Regions from separate parts of the Xenopus laevis genome. Here region 1 is linked to region 2. Evidence: chromatin contacts called from public Hi-C data. All regions are on one chromosome and are shown on one strand. Each heading gives the region's core, a stretch centred on a gene start, on an enhancer-like site or on the middle of the called end of the contact. The rest is flanking DNA. Distances are from core to core; before and after follow the strand shown. Region 1 has its middle 13 kb from the start of fgf2. Region 2 holds the start of nudt6.L (nudix hydrolase 6 L homeolog).

Region 1 (4,897 bases), core at 1,894-4,393, 65 kb after region 2:
TGCAGCGGCTTTCAGTTGCTGTTTGTTTGTGGGCCTTTGTGTCCGAAGTTTAGTCTTCAACAAGTGAAATGCAGCTCAATTGGGTTCAGATCAGGTGACTGACTTGGCCATTCAAGAATATTCCTTTGCTTTAATAAACTCCTGGGTTGCTTTGTCTGTATGTTTTGGGTCATTGTCCATCTGTATTATGAAACGTCTCCCAATCAGTTTGACTGCATTTAGGTGGATTTGAGCAGACAGTGTCTCTGAACACCTCAGAATTTATTCAGCTGCTTCTGTCCTGTGTCACATCATGGATAAACACTAGTGTCCCAGTGCCACTGGCAGCCATGCACGCCCAAGCCATCACACTGCCTCCTCCATGTTTTATAGAGATGATGTGGTATGCTTTGGATCATGAGCTGTTACACGCCTTCTGCATACTTTTTTTCTTGCCATTCTTCTGGTAGAGGTTGATCTTGTTTTCATCTGTCCAAAGAATGTTTTTCCAGAACTGTGCTGGCTTTTTTAGATGTTTTTTTTTTTTTGCAAAGTCCAATCTAGCCTTTCTATTCTTGATGCTTATGAGTGGCTTGCACCTTGCAGTGCACCCTCTGTATTTACTTTCATGCAGTCTTCTCTTTATGGTAGACTTGGATATTGATACACCTACCTCCTGGAGAGTGGTGTTCACTTGTTTGGCTGTTGCGAAGGGATTTCACTTCACCATAAATGATTCTGCGATGATCCACCACTGTTGTCTTCCGTGGACATCCAGGTCTTTTTGCGTTGCTGAGTTCACCAGTGCTTTCTTTCTCAGGATTTACCAAACTGTCACAAAACAAGGAAGTAAAATTTTTTCCCCTTCCCACCCCTAAATTGCATATGCAAATTCAGATTCGGTATTCGGCCAAATCTTTTGCAAAGGATTCGGGGGTTCGGCTGAATCCAAAATAGTGGATTCGGTGCATCCCTGATATATATATATATATATATATATATATATATATATATATATATATATATATATATATTAATTACACAGGAGCCATGCAGTAAATGGCCTTTAGCCTTGTGCTTTTTATATGGTCATGGACTTATAATATCCTTATATTTTATAATATCCTCATATTTTAAACAGGGGGTGTTTTATTCACTATATTTATAATATATTCCTACCACAATCTGGCCAAACACTTGTCTTGCATTCCTCAAATTGAATTGCCAAAACACAGCTATAACTCACCTCTTAGGAATGAGGTTCTTTTTGTGACCTCACTGGACTGTCTGTACACAGTTTATATCCATGATTTCAGTTAGTCACGCCATCTGTGTAGGCCCAATATCACCGACAATGACACAAAGGACTGGGAGTAATCACATTACATCACATAATCTTTTTGTTAACTCAAACAGAACTCAAATAGAACTCAAATAGAACTGGAGGATTCAGCTTTCAATATACTGTATTTAAAGGGATCTGTCATGATTTGTATGATGTAGTTTTTGTTTCTAAATTACACTGTTTATACTGCAAATAATTCACTCTACAATATAAAATCCCATTCCTGAACCAGCAAGTGTATATTTTTTTTTAGTTGTTATATTGGTGTGTAGGTCATGTGTTTTCAGAAAGAGCTAGCACTTTACGATGAAACTGCTTTCTGGCAGGCTGTTGTTTCTCCTACTCAATGTAACTAAATGTGTTACAGTGGGACCTGGATTTTACTACTGAGTGATGTTCTTCGATCTACAAGGCAGCTGTTATCTTGTGTTAGGGAGCTGCTATCTGGTTACTGTCCCATTGTTCTGTTGTTAGGCTGCTGGGGAGGGAAAGGGAGGGGTGATATCACTCCAACTTGCAGTACAGCAGTAAACAGTGACTGAGGGGCAGCTGGGAAACTGACAATATGTCTAGCCCAATGTCAGATTTCACCATTAAATATAAAAAAAAGTTTGCTGTTTTGAGAAACAGATTTCAGTGCATAATTCTGTTGGAGCCGCACTATTAACTGATGTGTTTTAAAAAAAATAAATACATTTTTCCCATGACAGTATACCTTTAACAAAAACGTAACAAAAATGTATCAGTTGCTGTACTGAAATCACTAACACATAAATCCCTCTGTCAATTTCAATCAAAAGTCCTCTAAATCCTTGAATGCAATAAAGAGAAAGTATACGTGGACAATTGTTTGCATAATATATGTCTAAAAAATATGCTGAAAGAAGTCTCTAAGAACACCAGAATTTCATCACATAGCACTCACTACTACTGATGTCACAGTGCATGAGTGTAACACTAGGGGGCAGATTTACTTAGGGTCGAATATCAAGGGTTAATTAACTCTCGATATTCGACTGTCGAAGTTAAATCCTTCGACTTCGAAACATTGAGGTTCGGTAGGTTTTACTTGGCGAAGTGGGGGTCGAAGTTTATTTTTAAAGAGACAGTACTTTGACTATCGAATGGTCGAATAGTCGAACGATTTTAAGTTCGAATCGTTCGATTCGAAGTCGTAGTCGAAGGTCGAAGCAGCCAATTCGATGGTCGAAGTAGCCAAAAAAATCATTCGAAATTCGAAGTTTTTTTTATTCTATTCCTTCATTCCTTCATAGGCTACACAAATTACATCTACATAGCCTAAAAAAAGGTAGATTTATCAAACTTTAATCTTATGTGAATTTTTTTTACGCTAATAAATTAGAATATACTCACAACTCGAATGGGAGGTTATTTAAGAAATAAAATCGAACAAATAATATTCAATTGAGTAGTCCCGATCTTAAAATTCAAGTTTTCCCTCCTAAAAAAACCTTGAATGTCAGGAAGGCAATTAACATTGCAATTGACCTCTGCCATTGACTTGTAAATGAACTCCACACAATTAAGCTGCATTTTTCAAGCCACAGCAAAAAAGCAAGAAAATTAATGGCCAAAATAAAAAACACAGTAAAATATACTGATGACAAAGGTGATGTATATATGATATTTTATACAAAGTGGCTCAATCTAACTCACTGCCAACTCATTCTAGGAACAACCTCAAAAGACTGTCTGGCAGACATAAAACAGAATAGCCTTTCAGTAAAGACAAAGACATGCCACAGAAGCAATTAAGTATCGCAAGGACTGGTTTATCTCATACTATAGAGGAATTTGCATATCTCTTCAGACAGATATGTATTCATGCCTGTGGCACAAAGGGGGTTTCGTTTGCAACTGCCACCTGGCAGAAACCAGCAGCAGGCAAAACCTCTGCCAACCTGTTACTTCTCCTGGCAGCAATGAATATAAAGCGCCATACTGGATGCACACAGAGTGGAACAGCTGAATATCCTGGCATTTTAGTGCAAAGGTCCACCCGTCAACACTTCACATCAAAATCTTTTTATTTCATATGGGAGAAAATTATCAATTATAGCAAATACCTGAACAATTAACAATTCTTCTTTTGGCATAGAAATAGGGAGGAAGGAAATGTTTGTTCTGAAACATGTCAAGCATTTTTTTCATGTTTCATTTTTTTTTCATGTTAGTAAATCTGTCCCTCATTGGCATACTGAAAAGCAATGGCACCCCCCTCTCAAGTTAAAACAGCTGCACACACAAAATTTAGAACAGAAGCATCGTATTATTGGATCATCACTGAGGAGTGTGACTGTCTAACAGGAATTCTCATCTGATATCCATGTTCCTTCTCTTAAACTTCATCCTAAATGTATTGATCCTTTTTCCATCCTCAAATCCACATCCCCAAATTTTTGATCCTACAACTTATCCCTAGGTGTGTGCCCAGTGTGTTCCATTTATCCCTTGTTAAACCAGTAGCATCCAATCAATTCTCTTGTAACCAACAGACTCCAGCCCTTGTTTGGTGGACTATTTTGACGTAGACATTTGCAATTCTTTATTCACTGGCAAAGGATTTGGCCCGGAGTATCACCCTTGGGTCAAGCATTCTCATATTCAAGCCGACCAGCTTGTAAAAACCTTCAACAAGAACTTCCCTGTTAAAGCTGGCTGTAAGAGTTCTATGACCCCTGATGGGAGTGGTAAGGTCTTACCTATGCTGTGGAAGCCAGAATGAACTGTAGATAAGAGTACACGTGGAGCTCACCTAGTCTCTTAGTCGGATTTTCCCACGGGGTATCCTGTGCTTGATATCCCAGTTTAGTCACAAACTGTAGAAAATATGAAGGTGTGGGACAAATCCAAGGCAGCAATTTCTTTATTGGGGGTAGAGATACCCCCAATAAAGAGATTATTGCAGTCCAGTTGCTGCCTTGGATTTGTACCACACCTTCATATTTTCTACAGAATGAACTGTAGGTCTTACATGAACTTCCTGGATACACTTGGTTGTTGTTTTCTTGCTGGCATTTTTACCTTTTGCTTGTTTAATTGCTACTTGCCTTGACATCCCACTTTTGCTCAACATAGTGGGGGTCATTTATCAACACTGGACAAATTTGTCCATGGGCAGTAACCCATGGCAACCAATCAGATTGCTGCATTCATTGTACTGCTTGTATTGCAGTCTGACAGCTACTTTGCATACACTGCTGATATTAGAGTGTTTCCTGGTGAGGGAATAACAGTAAATAGCATTTTATAAAGTTTCAACTAATAGAAAAACATGTTTGCTTACAGCATTAGTCAAGAAAGCTTGCCTAAAAAAAAAAAAAAAATCAGGCATAGTAAATCTACCAAATGAAACACTTGTTCATAAGAAATCCTACTGGAAACTTATTTTCTCTCAAATGTTATGGAGTTATTTCCTAAATGACCACTTGTTTTTTTTCTAGAGAACAGTTTCTTATTAAAGTGACCTGAACAGTCGGCCCTTTCACTGCACAATATGTTATTCATTTCAAAGTAGCTGTATCTCCTCTTATTTAAACAAACTGTGTTCCT
Region 2 (4,923 bases), core at 1,253-3,752:
TTTCATATAAATTAAGTAATCTCAGTTCCCAATATATGTTACAAAAATGCTCTGTCATACAGAAACAGAGTGCATATAATCAACAGCAAATACAATTCATATATAATCTTAGGAGCCCTAGAAAAGGAACTTGCACTGAAACAAATCTAAAATAGGTCTGACCAAACACTTGGATTGGTTACTTGGATTTGTCTGGCTCTGCAAACAAGCCCTTGACTGGCTCCATACATATTTCATTAGACTTTTGAATTAGTCAAATGAATTAATTTCAATTAAAGGAAAGATTTTCAAATAAAAACATCACCGTTTTATTTAATCATGGCAAATACTGCAATAGCCCTTTTTAACCTCACTGAGGTATCATACTACTAAAACAGAAGTCGGGTATTTTAGGGAGAAGCAGAAGAATTGCATAATCCTTCTCATACCTTATTCAAATATAAATTCCTTTTTGTCCCTTGGTCTGCAATAATCTCGCAGAAATATCAGCTGCTTAATTCTTCCAACTAGAAGAGCTGTACAAAATTACAAATCGTCATGATTGAAAAAGGGCTTTGTCCCCTTTTAAAAGGAAATGAAAACGCACACTCAATCTGTTCAACAAGATAATATATTTTATTAATATTCCAACAGTAAAATTATGATGACAGATTTTCCCGTTTAAACTCTCCATGGGACTATTCACAAAGCCAGAGTTTCGGGAATCACTGAGCAATATATTATGTATGTTATAAAATAATCTTTCACACAGGAGCGAGTTGTATTAAGAAACAGTTGTCTTTCATTTTTATACAGCTTTAAAACATCAGTTATCAATGCACATTGCAAGGAGAGCCTGTTGGGTCACTATCACTGTGTTGTTCAGTTTTTGAGAATGACTGTAATCTGAAGATAGGGCCCCATATAAAATATTTTCAATATAACTTTTTCCATAGGGCTATTCTACTATGCAGGAATGTTATGTTAGGAAAATTCTGAACTTCCAAAGTTATGCATGGCTAGTCTAAGGGCAAGGTCACACATGGCGTTTTTATATTGCGTTTTTAAAAACGTACAACCGAGCGTAAATACACACAAAATGAAGACCTGTTGAAAATAATGGAATAGGCACTATAGCAATTTCCACAGGGCGCTTGCGAGCCAACATCTGCCACAAGACACCAGTATTCGCGTTTCTTTAGCAGAAACGCCAATACGCCAAATAAAAGGTCATATTATTGAAATCTATGGGATCTGCAGGCTTGGAAATACACTTGGCAATAAGCTGCGTATTTTCAACATGGCAGCCAAACTCTCACGAGTTGGATTTACGTGTTTTCCACTTGGCTTTTTTTTTTTTCACAAAAGTTTACTAAAATTCTTCTGTCTTCTGCTATCCCTGGCAGTAACTGTGGAGGGGATTTAGGGCGGGCAATTTAAGCAGCATTAGGAGATTTTTGGGCCTCAATTTTAGGTTAATAATAAATATTTTACAATGCATTTTCCCAAACTTGATCTACAGCCATCAAATAAAAGTTTGTTTCACATTGTAACAGGTGATGAGCAAGTTTAGTAAAAGACTTAATGAATGCAATTAAAGGGCATGTACACCCCAAAATAAGAATCTGGTATAATTAAAATAAAATGTAAAGACTTTCCAATATAAAAATTTGACATGGCTTAAAAGTTATTTGTTAATATAACTGCTATTGACAGCAGTATCTGTCTGTTCCTTACTATTTTATGCCCTGGTGGATGTGACTCTTTATCCAATACCAGTGGCCTATGATGCAAAGACTGACTTCCACTGGTTCAGACACTGTTTCAAGAGTCAGGACCTGCAGTGCAGGAAGCAAAAGAAAAATTCTATTGAAAATGCATTTACAAATAACTTTAAAACCTGAAATGCTGAATTGGATGATATATATATATATATATATATATATATATATATATATTCCATTTTCTTTCACCAAGCATTTTACTTGTGGTTTTTTTTTTCCTTTAACTTATCAATGAGTAACAGTGTAGAAAAGACAGAGCTGCCTGCTACTGGTACAAACAAAGCTAGTTTTGGATCGAAGTGTTTGATAATTCATATTTTCAGAATGCCTATCACTGTAGCAGCCTGGAACAAGCTCCCAGCAATGCCGGACAGTACCTTTATCTAAGAAATCAGTCACTTTACACACAGAGGGATCCGCTGACGTTCTGGACTCCGCACACGGCGAGTTTATCATCGCCTTGTCACCCCCTTTACTCTTCCTTTTAGACGAGGACATGGTTCTACAGCCAGTGAAGCCGGGCTCATGTGCACAGCTCTCAAACCAAAACGCGTGTTCTAGCCGCTACGTAACAACTTCCGGGTCAGCCTGCGCACCTACGCGACGCCACTCGTAAACACTCGATTAGAAGAGCAATTAGTTGACAGTTCTTTAACACTAAGCCAATATAAAGGTGTCATTTAGAAAAGTTACGGTAGAGGCGATACTGTCCTAGTCTCCCTTTCTATTGGCTAGTGAGATTTAGCTGTGGCAGCCATACTAGATTCTGGCAAACACGGGAGTTTAGAAAGTTGAAGAACTTTTCGTTCTAATGTGGTCGATGGAAATGATCACATGCGGCGCCCCAGTTGTACTGCTGTTCTCAGCACTGCAATTTTTCGTATTTCTGGGCTTTATGGGATGCTTCGCTAAGGGCTGAATTTCTTCCAGACTACCCATAACAATCATGGCGTCGTGTACTTTGCTATTGGCTTGTTTGTAATTAACTTGTGTAACTCGGTGTCCCTGAAAGATGCAGCGTCTATGCGTTCGGTTCCTCTGTGGGTTTAGAGTGCGGCATTTTTGCTCGCAGCCCGGTCTCTCTTGGCCCAATATAGAGCTACGGGGCAAGGTAGACAAGTTCGGGGGAGTAACAGTGCGGCTGGAGCCCTCACACAATTTAGGGGAAGCAGTTTTCGAGACATGGTTACACGGCAAGTGGCACCTCCATGGGAATGTACTGTCTGCTTGCGATTTATACAACTAGATCATTACAGCTGTACTTGTATGCAGTGCTTTTAATTAACAGTACTTATAGGCGGGGCAAACATTTACAATAATTATAAAGTTACAATAGTAAAGTGACTGATGGGCAAGGACAATCTAGGTGCCTAAATATAACCTGTCCTCCCCTGCACCCCCGGCTTTGCATAACATCCTTGTGTTTTGGGGGCTAGTTCTGACTTTCACTAAACCAGTATATGTTTTATAAATTAAATTCACAATTTGTCTCTTCCCCCCCCCCCCATTACACTGTTAAATTTGGATACAAGTATATTTTGACTCCCTCAAACTTTATTTTTCTCAAGAAAACCTTTGCCATACAAAGTTGTGGGACCCCTACCTGCCCAGCCAATCTGCATAAACTTTGCTTCTTTAATGAGACTCCTGGGGCTTCTCAACCTGTCCCCCAATAGTCCTACTCAAGTTGTAAATCACCGATACATAAAATAACTAACAACATCTGACTATTCTGTCTCTCCAGTCCAAATCAGCACCATATTGACCTGTGTATGAAGCCTGTCCAACTAATATCTGCCTTAAATAAACAGGAACCCATCAGACGGGTTAGAAAATACAGAGATCAACATTAGCATGTTGATGCATTCCTCTCCTGACAGGTATCCCCAGGCTCCTATTCATATCATAAATGGGACTCCATTATTATGTGAAAATTGTCCCAGGGGCCGCATAATCAAATCATCCTGATGTGGATTCATAACTAGGGTTGCCACCTTTTCTGGAAAAAATACCGGCCTTCCTATATATTTCTCTTTTTTCCCTATTAATAACATTGGGATCAGCCATCATTTTTACCAGCCAGGCCGGTAAAATACCGGCCAGGTATCAACCCTATCCATAACGTTGGTGGCCAAATCTTATTCGTACACACTTGGGGAACAATCCCCAGCTCTGCATTGACCACTTAATCATGTAGGTGGTGCTCAAACTGAATGCGTTGCTGTCCAAGGGTCCATAAAAAGAAAAAACAAGTCAGATGGCATGCAAAAAATATACTACTTTTTATTTGTTTACTGAGATCTCCATTTGAAGTTTTTTTAAAAAAACTTTGTAATCATACATTAACATTTCAATGAAAAAGACTGATGACATATATTATTCCAGTATTTGACACTAGATATGATATATATATATTGTCTTTCAAAATCTCAGAATATACTGACAAAGGAAGCCTTGCTGTTAGACTAAACATATAGATCTATGTAATGAGGCATATTTGAATTTTATTAGTAGAACCCCAAAAACACTTTATTCTCTATATAATATAGGGTTACATGACTTTCACAATTTTTTCCCTTCTATTAGAATCTGTGAAACAATGGAGGGCAGCCGGCAGGATTGCAGTGTGGCTGCATATTCCCATCATGCAAAGCAGACTCATATCCATTGCTGCCTCTGAAGGATTTACATTTCATCATGCTGAACGCAATGAATCTACGCTGACTCTTTGGTTAAAGGATGGACCAAGCAAACTACCTGGATATGCTACACACCAAGTTGGGGTTGCAGGTTTGTCTATATAGACCTAATTAGTGTGCTCAGTTCAATGCAGTGTGGTTACAACAGGTTAAAGGGACTGATCACCTTTGAGTTAACTTTTAGTATGATGTAGAGAGTGATATTTACAATTGGTTTTCATTTTTTGTTAGTTGTGGTTATTGTGTTTTTTTGACTTTTTATTCACCAGTTCTCCACTCTGCAATGTCATCAGTTTTGTTGTTAGGGTCCAAATTACACTACCAACCATGCATTGATTTGAAGAGGATACTGGAATATGAACAGGAAAGGGTCTGAATAGAAAAATGAGTAATAAAAATACATTTGTAGCCTTACAAGGCATTCGTTTTTAGATGAGGTCAGTGAATCCCATTTGAAATCT

What was found. A called contact is a pair of places that touch in the nucleus more often than the background predicts.
Region 1: a contact with region 2 is called in a Hi-C map of the XL177 cell line, with 4 times the contacts expected there. The contact joins the enhancer-like site here to the promoter of nudt6.L in region 2. A contact is called at or near these places in 2 of 4 Hi-C or Micro-C datasets (the XL177 cell line and the XTC cell line).

The regions. Positions count from the first base shown.
Region 1 is chr1L:69,976,253-69,981,149 of Xenopus_laevis_v10.1, forward strand. No RefSeq gene overlaps it. Among protein-coding and RNA genes, the nearest start is that of fgf2, 13 kb to the left of the region's middle. Within about 2 kb of position 3,144, at least 1 of the 7 cell types and tissues checked has an H3K27ac peak or open chromatin away from gene starts, as enhancers often do.
Region 2 is chr1L:69,912,225-69,917,147 of Xenopus_laevis_v10.1, forward strand. nudt6.L (nudix hydrolase 6 L homeolog) reads left to right here and starts at 2,503. Exons shown (of 5, transcript NM_001087069.1): 1 at 2,503-2,956; 2 at 4,350-4,553. The coding sequence starts at 2,776. spata5.L (ATPase family protein 2 homolog) reads right to left here and starts at 2,368. Exons shown (of 16, transcript XM_018251175.2): 1 at 2,141-2,368. The coding sequence starts at 2,261.